2 separate regions of the Mus musculus genome follow, and region 1 is linked to region 2. A link is a contact called in public Hi-C data. All regions are on one chromosome and are shown on one strand. Each heading gives the region's core, a stretch centred on a gene start, on an enhancer-like site or on the middle of the called end of the contact. The rest is flanking DNA. Distances are from core to core; before and after follow the strand shown. Region 1 has its middle 23 kb from the start of Gm27166. Region 2 overlaps Ets1 (E26 avian leukemia oncogene 1, 5' domain).

The links. Hi-C and Micro-C count contacts between places; a contact is called where the count stands out from the background.
Region 1: a Hi-C map of Th1 cells shows a contact between it and region 2, with 2.4 times the contacts expected there. The contact joins two enhancer-like sites. A contact is called at or near these places in 1 of 484 Hi-C or Micro-C datasets (Th1 cells), 2 of 115 datasets of contacts at active chromatin or transcription factors (fibro-adipogenic progenitors and thymocytes) and 1 of 9 other capture datasets (adipose tissue).

What each region holds. Positions count from the first base shown.
Region 1 is chr9:33,005,892-33,011,327 of GRCm38.p6, forward strand. No RefSeq gene overlaps it. Among named protein-coding and RNA genes, the nearest start is that of Gm27166, 23 kb to the right of the region's middle. Within about 2 kb of position 1,765, at least 21 of the 459 cell types and tissues checked have an H3K27ac peak or open chromatin away from gene starts, as enhancers often do. A contact at or near this core is called in Th1 cells, where this site is marked.
Region 2 is chr9:32,695,045-32,701,069 of GRCm38.p6, forward strand. The region is part of intron 3 of Ets1 (E26 avian leukemia oncogene 1, 5' domain); the gene reads left to right. Among named protein-coding and RNA genes, the nearest start is that of Ets1, 62 kb to the left of the region's middle. Within about 2 kb of position 4,752, at least 29 of the 459 cell types and tissues checked have an H3K27ac peak or open chromatin away from gene starts, as enhancers often do. A contact at or near this core is called in Th1 cells, where this site is marked.

The DNA of each region.
Region 1 (5,436 bases), core at 515-3,014, 310 kb after region 2:
GCTGGTTAATATTGATTTACAGACTAGTTCAGTGGCTCTCAATCATCTTAATGCTTTAACCCTTTAATACACTTCCTCATGTTGTAGTGCCCCACAACCATAAAATGAATTCAGCTGTGACTTCATAACTGTAAATTCCTAATGTTATAAATCCCAATGTAAGTATTTGATATGCAGGATATCTGAATATGTTACCCCTGTGAAGGGCTGTTTGACCTTCACAAGGGGTCAATACCCACAGTCTGAGATCTTCATCTCCAGACGCCACTAGAAAAGACAAGCCTCTATCTAGATTGGGTTAACGTCTGAGCATGACTTTGAAGGATTATCTGGATTAGGTTAATTAGGTATAAAGATCTACCTTAACTGTGGCTAGCACCATATCATGGACTAGAGGCCCAGGGTGAATAAGAAAGGAAATCAAACCAAACACTAGCATTCATTCCTCTATGCTTTCTGTCTGTGAGTGAAACCATCTGTCTCAAGTTCCTGTCACCACAACTTTCTCATCATGGGATATCCTTCCTTCTTTAAGTGTCTTTCACTAGGTGCTTTGTTGCATAATGAGACAAGTAACTAAAGCAGGCTCTGACCTCAGAGCAGAGTTATAAAACAATGTGGAATCAAACTTTAAACAGCTCTTTGTCCTTGTGATTCTCTGTTCTTCATAAATTGGAGCAAGGCTCTTATCTAGGCTCAACATGATTATATCAAGTTAGGCATAATTATGACCTGGTTACTGTTTTAATTTTGAAATTAAGTATAATGGAAGGAGATTCAATTTTCTGTCAGGTTGACAAGGGATCGATTTGTGATGGCTATTATTGATTGTCAACTTGACCACATCTGGAATGAACTAAAACCCAAGCATCTGGGTATGCCTATTAGGGGTTTTTCTCGATTGAATCACTTGGGGTAGTTATCAACCTTTGGTCTGGGCCACACCTTCTGGTAGCAGCTAACAAGACATGAAGAATAAAGCCCCTTTTCTCTGTCTGCTTGCCTTTACTCTGGCTGGAAATTCCATTCCGTTACTGGTATTAGAGCCTACTTCTTTGGGATTCCAGTGTATACTGAAGACCATGTGAGACAACCAGTCTCAAGGTCTGAGCAACTACTGGATTTTGGACTTTCCTTCTGGAGACAGTATTATTAAGCATAGTGAGACAAGGTCTGTAAGCTACTCAAATACACACCATATTTGTTCTATCACATTGGTTGCTTTAGAGAATCTTGATTTATACAGTTTGCTTGCTTTGTTTTTTACTTCTTTAGTATCTGCTTTGATATACAATGTCTGCTCAACAGAACCAAATGGTTCCTTCACATACTTCACATCATTGAAGCAGTAGAGCTGGTCTTAACTCAGATAGAGGGAGTAGAGTGCTCACTTAACCCTCTGGCTTCTCACCAAAAGGCTTTTTTTTTTTTTTTTCCTATGTGGGTCTGAAAATACCTGTCTTTGAGAGCAAAACTTAGGGAAATAATAACTTTTCATGATTATGTTTCTATGCACATAAATAACCAAACTTTTCACTGGAAACTATGCCATTAATGTTTCTGCCTAGGTAGATATTAGACATGGAGGAGGAAAGAAATGAAGCCCATGCTAGATGGAGCTGCTTCCTGGAGAGCTTGGGAAGAAGTCTCCTCTGATCTTGTTCTCTAAGAATCTCCATCCCATCCCGACTGGGGTTAAGGTAATGGCATACATATCAGCTTCATTCCATTTTGCTTTCAGTTTTAAGTCTGACCCTTGACCCTGGACTCTGAACCAGAGCTCAATTATTTACCAGTGTTCTTGTTGAAGAGCCCACATAGCCAAAAGGTCCCAATGACAGCTGAGTTTCTAGTATGGGCTTAATTACCTCTAATCCATCTCCTGTGCTTTGACACAGAGTCCTTGGGGAAGTGCCCCCCCCCCACCTCTCTAAATCAGCATGAGCATGGAGGTAAGAGGACAAATTGAAAGTCACCCCCCAAAGGTCGAAGGCCTGTGAGGTGAGCAAAATGTGGTTTTGCAAACACCCACACTTCCTTTGCACCACAGTTTAAATCTTGCCATATTTGGCTCATTTACCTCTGTCCTTCAGAGAGAGATTTAGTGTACAGCAGTGAATGTGTGGAGAGTATCTGACGGTGGAAGATTCTGGCATATTTTCCAAGTCTTTCAGACTAGAGTGGGCATCCTTTGGAAATCTGGACCATCAGATCATTGACTTGTGGGTGGAACAGGTCTCCATAATCATTGGGCATCTCAAGACCCTGGCTTTGTAACTGCCCCTGCTTTTGAGCATTGGCATCCTCCCAGCATTTTGTCAGTTTTCCTTACACTTCTGTATAATGTCATAAATTGGGTCACTTTAATGCCATTAAAACCAGATTTAAGGAAACTAAGAGGTATAATCCAAAGTGCACTTTTTTTCTTTTCCATTTTTTATTAGGTATTTAGCTCATTTACATTTCCAATGGTATACCAAAAGTCCCCCATAGCCACCCACCCCCACTCCCCTACCCACCCACTCCCCCTTTTTGGCCCTGGCGTTCCCCTGTACTGGGGCATATAAAGTTTGCGTGTCCAATGGGCCTCTCTTTCCAGTGATGGCCGACTAGGCCATCTTTTGATACATATGCAGCTAGAGTCAAGAGCTCCGGGGTACTGGTTAGTTCATAATGTTGTTCCACCTATAGGGTTGCAGATCCCTTTAGCTCCTTGGGTACTTTCTCTAGCTCCTCCATTGGGAGCCCTGTGATCCATCCATTAGCTGACTGTGAGCATCCACTTCTGTGTTTGCTAGGCCCCGGCATAGTCTCACAAGAGACAGCTACATCTGGGTCCTTTCGATAAAATCTTGCTAGTGTATGCAATGGTGTCAGCGTTTGGATGCTGATTATGGGGTGGATCCCTGGATATGGCAGTCTCTACATGGTCCATCCTTTCATCTCAGCTCCAAACTTTGTCTCTGTAACTCCTTCCAAGGGTGTTTTGTTCCCACTTCTAAGGAGGGGCATAGTGTCCACACTTCAGTCTTCATTTTTCTTGAGTTTCATGTGTTTAGGAAATTGTATCTTATATCTTGGGTATCCTAGGTTTTGGGCTAATATCCACTTATCAGTGAGTACATATTGTGTGAGTTCCTTTGTGAATGTGTTACCTCAGTCAGGATGATGCCCTCCAGGTCCATCCATTTGGCTAGGAATTTCATAAATTCATTCTTTTTAATAGCTGAGTAGTACTCCATTGTGTAGATGTACCACATTTTCTGTATCCATTCCTCTGTTGAGGGGCATCTGGGTTCTTTCCAGCTTCTGGCTATTATAAATAAGGCTGCTATGAAGACAGTGGAGCATGTGTCCTTCTTACCAGTTGGGGCATCTTCTGGATATATGCCCAGGAGAGGTATTACTGGATCCTCCGGTAGTACTATATCCAATTTTCTGAGGAACCGCCAGACTGATTTCCAGAGTGGTTGTACAAGCTTGCAATCCCACCAACAATGGAGGAGTGTTCCTCTTTCTCCACATCCACGCCAGCATCTGCTGTCACCTGAATTTTTGATCTTAGCCATTCTGACTGGTGTGAGGTAGAATCTCAGGGTTGTTTTGATTTGCATTTCCCTGATGATTAAGGATGTTGAACATTTTTTCAGGTGCTTCTCTGCCTTTTGGTATTCCTCAGGTGAGAATTCTTTGTTCAGTTCTGAGCCCCATTTTTTCTGCAAGGCAAAAGACACTGTCAATAATACAAAAAGACCACCAACAGATTGGGAAAGGATCTTTACCTATCCTAAATCAGATAGGGGACTAATATTCAACATATATAAAGAACTCAAGAAGGTGGACTTCAGAAAATCAAATAACCCCATTAAAAAATGGGGCTCAGAACTGAACAAAGTGCACTTTTAAGTACCCGTTTTGTCACCAGGGCCACTGGATAAGCCCAAGACCTATCCTAGGGAGGCCTTAAATCCATGTCTACATTTTTGACATTCTGATGATAGTATGGAACTTAACTAAGTGTGGTCTGGGTTCAATTTCTTGCCACACAGGGTAAAAAAGGGAATGTGGGAAGAGAGCAACAACCCTGAAAACCTTTTGAAAAAGTCTGGAAACAAAAAAAAAGAAAAAAAGAAAAGAAAGAGAAAGAAGAAGGAGGAGGAGGAGGAGGAGGAGGAAGAGAAGGAGAAGGAGAAGGAGAAGGAGAAGGAGAAGGCGAAGGCGAAGGCGAAGAAGAAGAAGAAGAAGAAGAAGAGGAGGAGGAGGAGGAGGAGGAGGAGGAGGAGGAGGAGGAGGAAAAAAATTGCCACTTATTTTATATTAATGTTTGTTTGCAAAATGGGGACAATAAAATATGATTGATATCTTGCATTATTTTACATATATTTTACAAGGTAGAATTGCTGAGCAAATTATCTCATGATTATAGTCAGTATATGAATGAATGATATTTTTGCCATCCTCACTGAAATCCAAGAGCTCCCTCTCACTCATTAATTCTGAGATGCTTGGGGGTACCTCAGCATGCACTGACTGATCTCCTAATGTACACTCAAATCTTAAGGTCACCCTTACATTACTGAATTCTGGAACAGTGGTATCTCTCAGAGTAGCTCTGTTCTGGGAATTTAGATACTCTACCACCCCTCTAATTCAAAGAGAAAATAAAGAGGACAACACAGGCAAATTGATAAGTACCTGTTTATCCACCATCAGAACAGAATGGCATTTCACACAGCATGTCCTCAGGACATAGTCGAGACAAGCAACAACAACAAGAGTCCATGAGTCTATGGAGTCCATGAGCCAAGAGTCCATGACACCCTTTCTAATTTCATTCTAACCCCTCTAGAGTTAACCATTAATGTTGTATATTAAGTTACATGTGTTTACTTAAAAATATTTCAATGCATACAAAATAGTTCATATAGATCAACAGGAGCCGATGGTTTGATTAATTCATTTAAATATAGCACAGTGTATGTAAAGTGCTCAATTGCTTTGTCATTCAATATTTTTAAATAAGTTAATGGTAATGTATATATAGTTTATGTCTTTCAAACTTCAGGACAGGTTATTACATGAACACACACAAGCTGCTGTATCTGTACATACATGTATGTACCACTACTACACACTTAACATTGCAATCATTTGCATGCTTACTACATTACCATACCCACAGATAGCCCTAGCCACTGTTCTCTGAGCATTGCTCTAGAGCAAATGCATATGCTCTCCAGGGTGGAAAGATTATGGTCTTGAAATTTCATACCTTGTTAAATGAGAATTCCCATGCCCCCACTGGTTTGGCCCAAATTTGGCCTTTTAAGCACCTGGCAGAATTGGAAGTGGACCCTATTATTTGAATTTCCCTATGATTTGCATAGTTGAACCCATGGTTATATGTGTGTCCCACACTCAGTTTTCCACTTCAGT
Region 2 (6,025 bases), core at 3,502-6,001:
TATGTTGTCTTTTACTCAAAGGTGGACATCAGTGCCTTGCTCCAGTTACATATATACTTCCATGTCCTTGGGTGATTTGTTAATTTATACCAACTCTCTCGATGTATAATGGGTATCTATCAGTGGCAAATTATGGATTACCTCACTCATCTTGTTATCTGGCATGTTGGGAGTTCTCAAATATGGCAAGGACATGCACTGTGATGAACCCCAGAGATTCATACCAGAGTGTTGGTGGGTGTGGTGATATAGGAAAAGATGCTGTTTTTTTTTTTTTTTTTTTTCCTAATAGAGCAGTGTCTGACAAAGCGTTGGCCAATGGTGACACAACTAGAGGAACAGAATAATTAGAAACTCAGTTACAGGTTCTGGACTCCCTGGCTAATCCAGGAGCGTTGGGACTTTTGTTTTGGGGGTCTCCAATAGGTTTGGTTCTGAGCTAGTGAAGTTGATTGAGGTTTCTGTTCATCAATACTGCCCTTGTCTTGCCCAACCATTCCACGGGTGGGATTCTGAGTCAGGTCTAGGCAGGAACCCTCGCAGGACCCCTGCTGTGGAATCCCCCGCACGCGCCCCTCGTTGCGCACCCACGCCTCACGTCCTGTGTGTCAAGCTTTGTGAATGAATGATGTACACGCACTTGGAAAACTATGCTGCTACTGGAGCGGGGCCGCAGAGGGTGACCAAGCCTTCAAGAATGCGTGCAGAATCAGACGGACTTTCCCGAGACTGTGGCAGTAGCCCCGGCATGCCAGGGACAGGCTCGCCAGCCATTCTTAGCAGCGGTGGGCTGAGGCCCTCGCCCCGCGCGCGCGGAATAGCTGGAGCAGCGCCGCCGGGCCAGGCTCGCCCGCCCTTCCTTTCGCTTTTGGGAGACGGGCGGTGATTGGCTGCAGATGCTAAGCCCCGCCCCGCCGCCCCGCCCTCGCCGCCTCGCCGAGTGGGCAGGGCAGCGGCTGGGACCCTGGGCCTGGGCTCGGTGAGGAACGCCCTAAAGCGGAGGCGAGCTGCACTGCGCCAGCGCCGGCCAGCCGTGCGAGCGAGCAAGGGAGCGAGCGCCCCGGACGGAGGAGGGAGCGAGCGCCCGGGACAGAGGAGCGAGCGGGCGGGCGAGGCGCGGGCGAGGCTGGGACCTAAGCGCGCTCTCTGCTCCGCCAAGTGCCAACTTCGCGCGGACTGGCTGGGCGCGCACCTTCCCGCGGGGCGGTCAGCGGGAATTTGAGATTTTAGGGTTGCGCTCTGTCCCCTTCCACTGGGTTCAAAAATCCCCATTAAAAAGCAAAACAACAGTTACAGCAAACTTACTCTCATCCCGCCGGCCCCCTCAACTCCGGGCACCATGAAGGCGGCCGTCGATCTCAAGCCGACTCTCACCATCATCAAGACAGAAAAAGTGGATCTCGAGCTTTTCCCTTCCCCGGGTGAGTGGCAACAGTGAGGCCCCCACCCCAGCTCCGGGTCCCCTTCTGGGCTGCGCTGCTCCCTCAGGAGCACTGGATGCAGAAGCCAGGAGGACTGTTGGTGGCCCAAGACCCTTGGCTTTTTTTGGGGGGGGGGGGGCTGGGTGTATTTATTTTCACAGCTGTGTGTTTTGTGACTAATGGGAAAACGCTTATAGAATTTCCAGCTCCCTAATTCCGTTGTTTGAATTTTCCCACATAAGCGAGAAACTTCTGGTAATATTCCTTAATGTTAGCAAGGGGCCTGACACTGTCTCTAAGATCACCCCCACCCCGTCCCAACTGTGTCTCCCCAGTATTGGAGCTTGATGGGAGGCTCTTGTGAAGTGCTGAAAGGGTGTCTGGCTAGCTGCCCGGCCTACGAGCACTTGCATCCTGAGCGCCCCTGTCATAAGTCCCTTAGAGCCTCACTCCTCTTTTCTAGGTTGAGGGGGAGGTAGTGGGAGGAGAAACGAACAGAATCTGTTTAACTTTGGGAAAGTCTGATTCCTTCCTGGTCAGTGTAGTAACTAGCTTTACTGCCTTTCTATTCTGCCATCTTTTGGCCTCCCGTACCAAAGGTCCTTGAAGAAGGAAAGCATCCCACGACCAGATGTAACTTAGTGTCTTTGGCTCATGGTTTTATTTAGCAGGCTTAAAGGATTTGAAGAAGAGAGGGAGAGTAAAGACATCGAATATTGTCTTAGAAGGAAATTTTAGTGTTCAACAGATGGAGTCAACTCTTGGGGATTCCTGAAGCTAGCAGAGTGCAAAGTGCCTACTTTTAGAATAGGAAGCTGGACTCAGAGAAAAGTGACTTTGGAGGTGAAAGGATCTAGAAAGATAAAGGGAGAAGATGATGCATTTTGGAAAACAATCAGATGTCAAAACACACACGTCTATTGGGTCTGATTATCTGTAACTTTAACTGCTGTCCCTGATCTCTTGCCTCTGCCGTAAATAACTGCATATTTAACCTGTTCTTTAGACTTTCAATACAAGCCAAGATGACGTTTTGACATTCTGATGTGTTTCAAAATGTTAATGAAGACATTTGGGCGCCATCCTTTCTAGAGACGCTCCTGACAGTCAGTGCCGGATTGCTCTGTACAAACACAGTGTGATGACATTCAGAGCCAGGTTGAGCTGGGGGTCTCTCCTAGAGCTGGGGAGACTTCTCAGGCACTCAGAGCTACATATAGAAATGTTGCTATGAAAGTGGGTTTGGGGTGTTCGATGGAGCCAGGAGTTCTCTGTGTTACCATTGATTAAAACCATATATAGCAGACGCGAAGGGATAGTTCACAGAGAAGATATAAACTCAGCTAATAGGCCCTTTCCTTAAGAATGGCTTGTTTCTATGTGCTATGTGTGTTTATGGGGAAGAGACAGATTTGGGTGTCTGGCAAACATCATGTGTATTATGTCAGTTCACATACCTACAGTGGGCCTTTCATGCTGCCAGTGAATGAGAGCCCCTGGCTGCACATGTTTTAGATCATAGCAAAGAGATGAAGCATATGTTTTGGTAATTTAATATTAAATCTATGAGATTTCAAAGCATTTGATTCTATTACTTCAGTTATTGATAAAAAATAAACTGTGGGTGAGTAACTTCATTGAGCTGCCCCACCAGGCAAATAGAGCTAGGCAGGCCTGGTGCTGCAGTCCGTTGTCATTATATGAAGTACCTTTACAGTGGCTTCTTCTTCTTCTTCTTCTTCTTTTTTTTTTTTTGATTAAAAAAAAAAGTGTTCAAGGAATGTAAGATGGAAATGGCCCTGGGGCCTACATAGTGTGCTCAAGACCAATTTGATCAATAGAGTGAAAGCCTTTCTCAAAATTTAAAAAAAAAAAAAAAAAGAAAAAAGAAAAAGTTTCCAAGCCACTGACCTTCAGCACAACAAAGCAACAAAATTTCATTTGGTCCAAGAAATTAAGAGTCTTCTGCCATTCACTATGATATATATATATATATATATATATATATATATATATATATATATCACTATATATATTTCACTATATATATACACACACACACACACACACACATATATATATCTCACTACACTTTCTTAGACAAAATAAAGAGCAATGATTTGTTGATTATTATAACTTTTTGAAGTATTTTTTTCTGGACTGTACTGCATTTATGTAAATATGCCCATACCTCGGATGAGAATCCAGAGGCACCAACACGTTAAGACAATTAGGCAAAATTCTGCACGGAGCCAGAAGCTGAAGGAAGCTGAATCTGTTTCTAACGTGTCAGATCCATACAGTGAGCAATATTGCAAGTTACCTTTGGAGGCTCAGTAAAGAAGTTTCAATGGAGACTTCAATTTTTAGGTGCAAAGATAGAAGTAAGCCCTGGCCAGGACTTCTTTGGTAGTCTTGGCTAACAGAAAGAAGGATATTAAGTAGATGTTAAGTAGAGCTTTACCTGGCCCATCAGATTACACAGGACACCTGTGTCAAAGTTCAACTATTCATGGCGTGGGTTCGAGTCCACGACTGGGACCTTGGTCTTTATCATAATGGTTTTTCTTTGTATTGCTTCGTTTCTCACAAGCAGAGACAAATAGTGTCAGGTATTGCTGTTACCTCAGCAATCAAGTCAGAACTTCCTCTCTGCCCCCTCCCCAGATTCCTAGAATCAGAGAAGTGAAGTGGGAAGTCTGAGGGTCCAAATTGGAGACAGGACACCTGGAATATTTGCTAGCCTCTCTGTGGTTAGGACTTGACCAAGAACCATTATGCGCTTTGGTTTGATTTTGAGGTCTGACATTTTTGACAATGTTAATACACACCCTAAAATGACACGGGCATTCGGTTTCCCTCACAAGTGTAAGGTAGGGCATACTATCTCATTGCACACGTCTCTCAGGTCTGCTGTAGATTTAAATCCAAACGCAGCCTTGACTTGTTCCTAGTTCCTTCCTGGTGTGGAGGCTTTGGAGTAAGGGCTGAGGCTATGAAGGCAGGGTGTGCGAGCAAATGTTACTTTATTATTGCTCTCCTTCTCATTCCACTTCACCTGTACCACCAGTGAGGTGGAGACGCTGGCCATGGAGGAACAGCAGTTTTCACACAGAAAACTGGCTCTTTGCCCATTTATAAGGCTATAAGGACCAGACCCAACCTCCATCTTACTTTGATAGAGGACGTCCATCCCCTGGGGACCATTATTGTCCTCAGAGATGGGAGAAGCGTTGTCCTTTCTTAGTTTAGACGGTCTTTGTGTTGCTACAGGAAAGAAGGAAGAGGGGAGGGCTGCCGGCTGCCGGCTGCCAGCTTTGCTTATGACTGTGTTTCTAGATCCCTTGTTGCCACACTCTGTTAGTGACTAAATAGACCAGTGGTTTAGACAGGGTCTGTGGAGCCAGTTTGTCTGGGTGTGAATCCCCAGTTAGTGGCTGTGTGACTTTGGGCAGACTACTTAATCTCCCTGTCCTCCAGCTCCTGCGAGTGTGAACCGAGACTAATAATCCTTGGATAAAGATGAAACCGGAATATGTGGAACACCTTTACTCAGTGCTGGCCCAGGTCCTGGGGTCTGTGGAGCAGATAAGGAAGAAACAAGTCAATAGGAACCTTGAACGGTGTAGAACATTCAAAGGACCCTGGAAGGTTTGGTAGGGAATCTAATGGCTGGTTTATATATGTCTCCCACATCTACCACTTGGGAAGGAAAGAACAAGAGAGAAAAAGACCTGGCCTGAAATCTCACACCAGTGGGGCTTTAATCTGAGCTCTAGATAACAAATCTGGTTTGCAGTTCACTTGCAGAGTGTTTGGAGGCCTGACTGTCACTCTGCAAGGTTCTAGAGGCTGGTGTACTCCTTCGGGTGATTGAACCTGTCATTGATACATTGATACATTGATACTCAGAGTAGGAAATCTCCCAAGTCCAAGGACAATGGCAACGTTTGCAGAGTTGTGGGGGATTAGTAAAGTTTTTCCATCTTACTGGATTGAGCAATGTGTCTTGTCCAGTTATTATAAAGTATTTTACATTTTATTTATTTACTTGGTTGGCAGAGCTTACATTCCTGGCATTTTTGGTTGGTTTGTGTTGCTGGGCTTTTTTTTTTCCTCTTAAAGAGGCCAGACCACCCTGTAGGAACATCTCTCTAGGAGACAAAGCAGCCGTGGTCAACCTCCCCAAGTCTAGCTTGCTCGGGGCCCTACCACAATTTCTGCAAAAGCAAGAGCTGGTTAGTGGCAGCCAGGATTTTCCAGGAAAGAGTATCCCTGTTTCAGAGTACAGTGGCTGATTCCATTGGCAAATGAGACAATGTAATTATAGACAGAATGAGAAGTGTAGCTGTGACGACATTCCTGGGCCTTGCTGATGGTAACTCCTGTTACCTAACTGTTGTAGGAAGTTTCTGAAATGTCTATCGCGTATGCTTTGAATGTCTACAATGGTCCCTTACTGGACCACACTTGATTGACACTCACTCTGTGGGAAATACTATTCATCCCATTTTCCTTTTTTCTGGATGGAGAATGTGATATTCATAGAAGTATACACCTTTTCTACATTGACTCTTTAGAGACTTAGACACCAGTACGATGTG